Linked DNA regions of Lactuca sativa: region 1 is linked to region 2. The links are chromatin contacts, called in public Hi-C maps. All regions are on one chromosome and are shown on one strand. Each heading gives the region's core, a stretch centred on a gene start, on an enhancer-like site or on the middle of the called end of the contact. The rest is flanking DNA. Distances are from core to core; before and after follow the strand shown. Region 1 holds the start of LOC111881081. Region 2 holds the start of LOC111886028 (aquaporin PIP2-2).

Evidence for each region. Hi-C and Micro-C count contacts between places; a contact is called where the count stands out from the background.
Region 1: a Hi-C map of leaf shows a contact between it and region 2, with 6 times the contacts expected there. The contact joins the promoter of LOC111881081 here to the promoter of LOC111886028 in region 2. A contact is called at or near these places in 3 of 4 Hi-C or Micro-C datasets (leaf and seed).

The regions. Positions count from the first base shown.
Region 1 is chr1:82,158,199-82,163,622 of Lsat_Salinas_v11, forward strand. LOC111881081 reads left to right here and starts at 3,677. Exons shown (of 1, transcript XM_023877473.3): 1 at 3,677-4,233. The coding sequence starts at 3,708. The coding sequence ends at 4,115.
Region 2 is chr1:82,014,635-82,020,419 of Lsat_Salinas_v11, forward strand. It overlaps LOC111886028 (aquaporin PIP2-2), which reads left to right and starts at 1,550. Exons shown (of 4, transcript XM_023882267.3): 1 at 1,550-1,916; 2 at 2,054-2,349; 3 at 2,459-2,599; 4 at 2,693-3,070. The coding sequence starts at 1,598. The coding sequence ends at 2,806.

The DNA.
Region 1 (5,424 bases), core at 2,427-4,926, 150 kb after region 2:
TGCATATTGGGACGATACAACTAGAGATGTAGGCAATCTTTAACCTATGGTAAGGAGATCCTAATATATTTTTAATTATTTTGCTTCACGTTTTGTAAAATATATTTTTATATATCTATTCACCATAGTCTTTTAGGTACAAATTAAGGAAAATTATTCTCCGTGTATCAACATAAAGTCAAATGTAAGTCTTCCAAAATATGTATTTGAAAATTATATATCATATTTACTAATCGACTTAGTTTAATACTCTAGATGAGATTTATGTATAGCAATATATTTAATCAATCTTTAGTATTTGAAAGTTCATATCTAAAACCTTGGATGATTTGGTGTAATATAAATAGTGTAATACAAAGTCTATTATGTCAATATTATATATCAATATCTCATCAAAACATATTATTTCTTTTTTATCCTGAAAATATTATCAAACACAAGTAAACAAAATTAAAGAATATTTCAACTATATTAATGTTATAAAACAATAGATAATATTTAGGGGAATTGAGTAATCTAACCATTTTTTGGTATATTTTTGAAAAAAACAAATTATTTAAATTATTTTTTTGCAAAATAACATTCTTATCGAAATGAGCTGTTCTGAAAACAATTTCTACTCCATATCAGTTGGGCCGGCCATCAAGTATCCTCCGGAATGCCCATTTTGGAGTAACAGTACGCAATCCAGACTTCCATTTTGAAATTCATTTTCTGAAAGATATTTAAAAAAAATCCGCATCTCGATTTACAAACGCATTCCGACTTTCCGATTCTAATCTCCGAAACGCTCTCTTGCATTCTGACACACTCCGAATTTCCAATTCTGATTTTTGACAAGCATTTCAAACTCCGACTTAAGATATGTAACATGATCACGATGAACGAGAGTGTGGTATAATATAATTGTGTTTGGATTGCATTACCTAAGTAATAGTAATTTATAATACAATGTTGTTTGATGATTAATTAATTCAAACCTTTTGTGTAGCTTAACATTCTAATCAGTATACTAGTTGCTCATTGGTTTTTGGGTGTTTTGGATTTGAATACATTCAAAATGACTATTCACGATTGTCATTGGAAGAACGACTATTGTTTAGAAGATGAGATTTGATTTATAGGTATGTGAGCCCGCATCCACAAACTGCTAGTGGGTATCAATTACTAGGGGTACCGAATCAACTGATGCAATCCCAGTTAAGAGTTCCAACATGACCATTGAAAAGACCCCAGACGTACCATAACAGATTAACAGTAAAGGGGTTGTGGATGTTTTTGTGTTGGTTCCTGGAGATGTTTATCGCCGGGAATTCGTATTTTATAAAGGATAAAGACGGTCCATGGGCTATGTCATATCGTGAACGATTGACGAAATTTTTTTGGGGTATGAGGATAAAGTCCATTTGAACATTGTACTATTATTTAAAAAAAATTTAAGTTTATCAATTCATAGTTTTTTTTTTTTTTTTTTTTTTTTTTTTTTTTTTTTTTTTTTTTTTTTTTTAGATTTTAAGATTCCATGCACTAGATTTTATAAAAAGAAATATTATACGAAATCACCAAACACGTATTATAGATAAAAGATGACTATTTCAGAATGGTTGTCCAGAAATCTACTTTGATATACCGGAGATCGCTCCGGAATGACCTATTCCAAACAAAATGGTTATTTTACAAAAACAAAAAAATTAGGTTATTTTCTTCAAAGACTTCATTTATATGGGTTAGATTATTCAATCTCCCTAATATTTATTGGATAGTATTAAATTAAAACAAGGTTTTAAAAGTTTTGGACTATATCGATAATATCAAAATACAATTTGATGAATTTTTTTATTGTTACTCGGTTAATGCTCAAAACATGACAAAAAACGTAAATTTCCATAATCTTTTAGTTTTTATCCACGATTATTCTAACCACTTAATTATATTACACCTAATTAGTGTATAAAATCAAAAAAATTTCTTGAAAAATTGCAACTTTAAACACTTCGAAATTGACATTGCGGACATAAGTAGGGATATTCTTTAAAAAATGGAAAAAAACCAAAAAATAACTCCGAAATTTGAAGATTAAATCCGAAATAGAGCATTCGGGAGTAAGAACTCTGGAATATGAACAGTAGTTCGGAGTGAGACATTCCAAAAAAAATTGTTATTTTTCAAAAAATGAAATATAAGTTAGTTTACTAAATTTCCCTTAACTCATTCTATATATACTTAATTTCCCTTACCTCATTCTATATATTTAATTCATTGAAAAAAAACCTAATAAATATTCAACATTGCCATTTTTCTATTTAATATATCTAGTTACACTATTTTCTCACAATGAAATCTACATTTTGATAATTTAATGTGTCCATAAACATGGTTTTGTTTAAGTAAATTCTCATTTTATTTGAATTTGACAATCTTAGACGAATTAAAATTTAGATAGTAAATTTTGCAAATCAGTTAATGTTGATCTACCTAAATTTCCACCTCCAGTATTTGTGTTGATCATGAGAGTATGTAAAGTGAAACAACATTTTTATTCTATGGATGTTCAATCGCACAGATCTTGTGACTCACTCATGCTTCTTGTGGAAATGTTAAATGGCACCACCATCACCACACCACACCACCACCACCATAAATGTCTACTATTTATTTCACACACTTTTATCATGAATCTTATATAAGGAGACGTAACATGATAACAAAAAGTCTGAAAATAAGAAATGAGATGATGTATTCTTCAAGTAAAGCCTTTTCTAATGTTAAAAAAAAAGTTTACAAAATTTGTTTTTTTTATAATCAATACTTTTACGCCTACATGCAACAAATGTATTCATTCGATTTGATGTAGGTTCCCACCCTGTAATAATGGTGAATGCCAATACAAAGCCAAAAGAGGCTGTCATAATATAATTACACACACACATATGCCATCACTACTTGCCCTTTTGAATACTATTTCGCTCATGACCTTTGCTGGCCCTTTAAGCTAAGCAAAGTAGCAAACCCCCATATTGGTTTTCACTTTTACCCTCCTTCAACTCAAATTATAACATCATGTCAATTATCAATACCCATTACTTCAATACAAATAATTAACTTGTTTAAACATTGATTACATTCAAAATCCCTCAAGGTCTTTTTCAATTAAATACATCACCAAGTACTTGTTTACTTTTGACTTAATAAACTTAATTTGATACGACTTAATCCCGATACATATACATGACAAAGACATTTCCTATTTTACTTTAAGTGAGAGAATCGTGCATTTATCTATTCTTATGTGTTTTTTTTTTTACCTCCATACTCTTTTATAAAACCCTCCCTTGGTTTATCTTTCTACACTCCCCACATTAGTGAATATAGTTATATAAAATAGTCATTACTACTCATATTTTGACAGCTCATTATGTACAAAAACAAACAATATTCGTTTGTCCACTTAGCAGTTTATCCATATATATCACTTAATATAGAAAAAATTCCCTAAAGAACCATGAGGTATATATATAAGTAAATAAGTAACATATACATAGTGCCACTTGTTATGATGGACGAAATAGAAACCATCATTATGCTTCCTTTTGAGGAGTTTAATGCAATCACAAAAATTGAGGCCAAAGCAACAACCAATAAACTAAGACCACCTCTATATATACCACTACCCACATCATTCTTTAGACATAAAAAAGAAAATCAAAATGGCACAAACGCACTTCCTACTTCTTCTCTTTGTTACTATCATCTCCTTCACTACAACACAATCTCAAGAAAGATCACCTCATGGCCTTGTTTACGAGAACCCAATGGCATTCTCACCATCTGCCTACAATTTCTTCCACCCAAAAGCAAACCCACCAACGATTCAAAACCCATGTGATGAAACCAGTTGTGCACCATTGCCCATGGCTGCAACTGTTCAATCGAGCTTAGCACAAGAAAGTGCATCAAGAAATGTGAAAAGTGGAAGCAAAATTGGTGCTGGAGGTGTTGCTGCTTTGATATTTGGGTTTATATTTATGGTTCTTGTAGCTATGGGTGCTTATTTTGTGGTTACAAACCGTAGAACCAAAATGGGTCGAAACAATATGGTTTTACCATCGGTTTGATGTGGCGTTTAATTTATTAGATTCTTCTCTTTTAGTTTACTTTTGAAATTTGGAGTACGAGAATATGAGATGTAACATTCTTATTGGTAATTAATGCATGTGATTTTGTATTACAATATATCTATGATTTGATTTATGCTAGAAGTTTGTAATTATAGGAAGTAAAATAGCAGAAAGTAAAATAGAAATGTAGTGCAGAGTTAACTTGGGTCAGCATGTTAGTTTGGCTGTTTAGGAATTTATTTGACTTGATCAATAATTGCATAAATGTCAACATTTTAGCTTAATACAGGAGTCTCAAACTTCATATGTTGTAAAGGTAAAAAGTTCTGGCTTCAATTAGTAGAGATCTTTACAATTAAATAACCATTTTACATTCAGAAGCTAGGGAAATTTTGATCTGTTAACCCCCTCCCCCTCCCTCGTCTTTGGAAAATCTCATATATGCTTTAAAAAAATGGATAATGTTGTAGATAATATATATAACAGAGTAAATGCAAAATAAACTTTTGACGCTAGAAATAGAAGTTTCTAGGCTAATAGGAAGCAAATCTGAAGCTAGATTAAAAATTTAGAAGAAGGGCTAACGTGTCAAATTTTGTGAAAATAGGATTGACCTTGCCTTGACTTGGTTTAGGGACCAAAGTGAGTTAGTAAGTTAGGCCAACTCCAACCACAAACACTAAAAAACACAAAAATTGTGTTCTTTTAACACTAAAATACAATTTATATTCCAACCACACACTAAAATTTTACACTAAAAATATGTTTTCATATTATTACAATAAATAACATATTTGAATAATATTAAAAGCAATGCATATATGATAAAATAATGCATTTATATTGAAAAAGTGATTTAGTGTTGGAAGAATGCTCCGCTAAATATAGCGGCCAACAAATCTTCCCACAAAAATGGTGATATTTTTAGAGGTCCATCGGAGTAAAATATAGAGGTTTTCCACCATTTTGAAGGCAGATTGGAGTTGGTCGTAGGTGGGGTTAAATAGCAATGACAGAATTGCAAAAATGGTCCCTATGGCTGGTAAAATTCTATGGTTTTTATTCAAAAAAATTTGGCGATACATTAATGGTCCAATTTCGAATATCTTATGTGGTTTTGGTCCCTATGGTTGATATTTTTGTGTGATTTTGGTTCATACTTCATACCCAACTTGAAATGACGAACATGCCCCTAAAAAGGTTTTTTTTTTTTTTTTTTTTTTTTTTTTTTTTTTTTAATTTCCTTTTATTTATTTTCATATTTTTTTTAATTAAAAAACCAAAAGAAATCCAATTCCACTCCCTT
Region 2 (5,785 bases), core at 300-2,799:
AAGTTCGACGTTAAATTTTCTCAACTTTAATATGGCTTGGGTATGTGATTTTTTATCTCAGTTTTATGCCGAAATATCATGCTATGATACGAAAAAAAATATTCAAATGCAAAAGTTCGATTAAAAAAAAAGATGTGCAACACTTTTAATTTTATCGTTTAAGACGAGTTATTTAGCTACACAATAACACAAACCATAAAATGTTTGAAAAAGAGCCGTTAACACAATTTGCGGGGCCTTGAAAATGACAAATTATTTTTTCTTAATAGTGGGCGGCACATATTTTAAAAAAGCGAACCAAAGTAACAACGGTTTCATCATATATCATCCATCTCTTCTTTGAAGTAACCTTATTTTTTATTGATTATTATTAAAATAAAATATTATTTGAATAATTTATCCTTATAAAATATATAATTTAAAAAAAGGAGTTTTAGAAGTTTAGCAATTAATAAGAAAAACATTAATTTAAAAAAAATCTTTAATTGTTAATAAAATTAGTCTCTAACTAAAAATAGTCAATCAAACAGTAGATGATTAAGTAAAGCTATGGTTTCGTAATTACCTATGGGTTGGGGACTTTCGAAGCTAAAAACCTACGGTCCAAGGCTAATGGAATACGGTTTTGGATCTCATCTAGAGTTTAAGGATCGATTAGTCTATAATATATAAAGTTAATAAATTTTCATTCGGGTCATTTGGGTGTTTGAAGCAAGAGAAACGCTCTCAATGACTGCTTTGAACAACTAATTTTTCTTCGTAAATTTTATTTTTTTTTCTTTCTATCGTTTACCTTGAAATCTAATAATATTGGATATAATTTTTTTACAAAAAAGAAAATTAAATATCAAAACCCTAAGTGCGGTATGCCACCTATATTGTATAATCTGCTAATGCACAAAATGTGCACTAGCATTTGTACATCATAGATGACATACCTCATCTACAGTTTGGGATGTTTATTTATTTATTCTAACATGTATAGTGATATAATTTTATTATGTGGTATGTTATTTATGTTGATTCAACAGTATGAACAAAATAACAATTAAATGCAAAGAACGAAACAATATGTTACTTGTATGTAACAGTAGATGAAGCCTATCACCTATGGTTTTGTTCTTGGTATTCATTCAAACACCAATGAGTAATTTTGTTTAGAGCATGCCATAGGAGAGTAAATCACCTAGATGAAATACAATTTGTTTGTTATTTTTGGCTAATTGAAAAAATATTTGGACATTAAGTGAAAAAATAATAAGGAATATAGCTAATTTTCTCTATTTTTAATGATCAAAAATTCATAAGCATAGTTAAATAAATAAATAAATAAAGATCTAAAATTCATGATAAATTAAGGTCTAATGCTGATTTTAGTCATTTTACAATAATAATAGTCAAGGAAATAAGAAAATATTAAGGGAAATTTTTCATATAAATTTTTTAATTAAAAAGCACTTAAATTATGTTAAGCCATCAATAATGGAAGCTTAATCACTATGGTTTTTCTCTCACTACCTTCCATAAATACCACCTATCACAACACACTCCACTCACAAAACCATTATCACTTCTCAGTTCTCTCGACCTGAAAGCCATGACTAAAGACGTTGAAGTGGCGGAGCACCACGGCGGCGGCGGCGAATACACCGCCAAGGACTACCACGATCCACCTCCTGCCCCCTTCTTTGACGCTGACGAACTCACCAAATGGTCCTTCTACAGAGCACTCATTGCCGAGTTCGTCGCCACTCTCCTCTTCCTCTACGTCACTGTTTTAACAGTCATCGGTTACAAAAGCCAGACCGATCCTGCTTTGGACCTCGATCAGTGCGGCGGCGTCGGAATTCTCGGCATCGCCTGGGCCTTCGGCGGCATGATCTTCATCCTCGTCTACTGCACCGCCGGTATCTCCGGTAAGTATATATAATCTCAACTCTCAAATTCTCAATCATCAATTCGTCTTCACTTTAGCAAAATCACTTCGAACTACTGTTTGATTTTTGTAAAGAGAGATGAAGCTAACTAACTTCTGCTTGCTAAAATACGCCAGGAGGACACATTAACCCTGCTGTGACATTCGGTTTGTTTTTGGCGAGAAAGGTGTCGTTGATTAGGGCTGTAGGTTACATGATTGCACAGTGTTTGGGAGCAATTTGTGGTGTAGGGTTAGTGAAAGCTTTCCAGAGCTCATACTACGACCGGTACGGCGGCGGAGCCAACGAATTGGCCGACGGTTACAATAAGGGCACCGGACTCGGTGCTGAGATCATCGGCACCTTCGTCCTTGTTTACACTGTCTTCTCTGCCACCGATCCCAAGAGGAGTGCACGAGACTCCCATGTTCCTGTAAGCACCTTATCATCTCTCTCTGTTCTTCGACGATAGTTTAAAAAACTAGAAATTCACCAATGATGGATACTAACTATATTCTACTTTAAAAAATGGAAATATGAAGGTATTGGCACCACTTCCCATCGGTTTCGCTGTTTTCATGGTGCACTTGGCCACCATTCCGATCACCGGCACCGGCATCAACCCGGCGAGAAGTTTTGGCGCCGCCGTGATTTACAACAAGGCGAAGGCATGGGATGATCAAGTATGTATTTTTTGCTTTTTCTTTTCTTAATTTCTTTAAATTTACTTTTTATTTAATTATATGAATTAATATAATTATTAATTCCAAATTTAGTGGATCTTCTGGGTGGGACCATTCATCGGAGCATTGGCCGCCGCCGTCTACCACCAGTTTGTACTGAGAGCCGCCGCAATCAAGGCACTTGGCTCTTTCAGAAGCAATGCTTGAGCTTGAAAGATGTTCATCCATGGCTGTTCATGCCTTGTAGATATCTTTGCAAATTCCCCTTAAAAGAATTGGGTTTCATGTAATTGTTATTTATTTTCTTCGTGTCTTATTTATGTGAATTGTAAGCGTTCGTTTTTTTTTTTTTTTCTTTTTTAATTTTGATTTTGTGATCCAAGTATTTCAAGATCAAAAGGTGTGGAAATATGTAATTTAAGAGCTCGTGTTCTTATCATAAAATTTATGAAAAAAAAAATGTTTGGTTCATTCAACATTTGAAAAGGCTCACAACTAATTAATACGGTTATATTTATGATTTAACAAAAAACTAAGATACATTTTCTTCTTTAAGTGAGCAATGTGTAATTGTATAATTCTAATATACATTTTTAATGATCAATATAAAATGTTTTAGGTGATATTAATTTCAAGATATGCAAATATAAATAGTGGTTTCTAGAATTGTTCTTATCTTGAAACATATGTACATACATATAAGCCAAATTCGTGAGCTGTGAAACCACAATGGAAAGTGGCAGCAAAGTGCTATATATGTGATGATAAAAAAAACATAATTTACAATTATAACAATGATGATTGATGATAAGATCCACTGATTTATACATATATAAGAACTACTTTTGGACTTTAAAAAAGAAAAAAAATTCCTATCCCGACAACCTACTATTATGTCTTTATCTCTCTCTAAAACAAGTCATTTACTTTCTTTGATGAATTAATATCCATTATCCTTTAAGCATATTCTTTAAATAACTAGAATTCTCTTATCTTCACTTTTGTTATTCTATAAACAAGATAAGGTCAATAACACTACCACACATCACATCCATTATATAATATTTGAATAAAATATGTGTAATTACTAAGAATATATTGAAATTCATTTACCAAATATAAATAAACAAAAACGTCTATATCTATCACAAGCCTTAAAAATTAAAATCCACATGGTTCCACATATCTAATGGGGTTTCCTTGCTTTTTTGCATTTGCTTTTAAGTTGGTTGATAGTAGATATGTTTTCTATAGATGGCAAATGTTGTTTTTTGTACTTATCATATTTATTGCCTTACGTCAATATTCATCAGATTTAGAAGGCCTCATGAATATCAATTGTAGATAAACATTAAGGTGTTCATTAGATTAAGTTCTTATATAGCTTTCCGAATCATAGAACGATAGAGACAAAAAAAAAAATCGCATTCATTCGATTTACCAAGTGTGTGCTGCCTCTGGCCGAAAGAAATCGGTATTCAAAACCCAAATTATGAAATACTCAAAAGTAAGTTTCCTACTTTTTTTGAAGTTTGAAATTCAGTGTATAATTGACGAAAATCAAATTTTCAAACCTCCGTTGGAAACGTGAAATTATGTTTCCATTGAAATAAGTTATTTTCGTGATTGTCTTGCATTCTTGTTGTTAGATGTTGATGGTAATGTTTTTTACATCTTCAAATTTTAGGGTAATTAGATTGGTTTTTTTTTTTTTTTTCTTTTTGTTGTTGAATAATTAGGGTCATATGGGGAAGAAAGGAGAAAGTAGAAATGAAATTATTTAAGTTCATTTCCTGTGGGGGCCGTAGTCATCTCTAATAGCTAATTTACTTTATTTTTTGTTGTTTTTCAAAGATTTTTGGCGCTTGAATTCCATTGCCGTCATTCTTTTGTTGTTCTTGTTTCTTTTTGGTGATTGTTTCTATTGTGTTCTTAACAAGTTATAGCAGATGACCTTTACCAAACATTACTATTATTGCAAATATGTATATGAAATGGAGAGTGCTTTTTTATATTCATTTGGTGGTGAATGTTTACAACATTAGAGATGTATTCCCTTTTAATTTAAACTAGGGAAGAATCTCGCGTTGCGGGTGTTGAAGTTGCGGCGGTTAGAGGGTATTTCTTAGCTTTTTATTAAAAAACAGGAGCAACAAACTATACAACGATTTAAAATATACTGCTCTAATTTTTCCTAAGTTCCTATAAGAAAAAGTAATATTAAATGTCGGTAATTTTACAAAGTCCAAAAATGAATGTAGATTGGTTTCATAAAAGAAAAGTAAAGAATGAAATGGAATTGAAACAAATGGAACGGAATTACTCAACATCATTATCGGGCATCTTGTAATCCCTGCATCACAACACCGAATGTTCGAAGGAATAATCGAACCTCTTGTTAATTTTTTATTTTTCAACAGTAAGTGTATTGAGTGTTAAAGTCATTATTTTATTGCTGCTATGTAAGAAGTAAAAAATGTATAAGGACCATTCCTAAAAATTTATAACACATGAATCTTGTAAAAGTTAATTAGAATGATAAAATTGGACGAAATTATAAAGTTAATACAAACAATAATCCAATGAAACTCCCCGGACATATTGAGTTTACCCGTATTTTAAATATACGTAACAATTTCATTTTTATAACTTCGACAAATAACAACACCGAAAGATATGTTGTTTATGGATCCTCCTCTATTAAAAGCAAGCATATGACGTCAAACATATTTCAACACCAACCATGATCCTGTTACACCTATTTTAAAGGCTTTGTCCAATCTTCTTTTGAAAAATCCATTGAACCTCTCTTTATATGCATCTGCAATTCAACAACATACAAATTTATTAGAAAAATAACATAGGAAACCCCGTTGATCAAATTCCCTCTCATTGAAAAAGTAAGAAATAATCACTAAAAAATAAAAATTAGAATTTACCTCAAAAGATTTTGATTTGTTGTCTGTAGAAAAAAACTAAAAACCAAAATACAGGGGCAAATTTGTCCATTTGATTTCCCAAGCCAAATAGGCAAAGTTGCAAAGAACCGTCAGGTTTGGCACAGGAGCAATAACAATCTAACTGAAATGAACAGTCTAACTAAGAACAGAAATAATCCAGAAGACTTGCAATAAAACCTTCATAAATGGATCCCAAAAACTGGCACATAAACTACCAGCTCGAGTT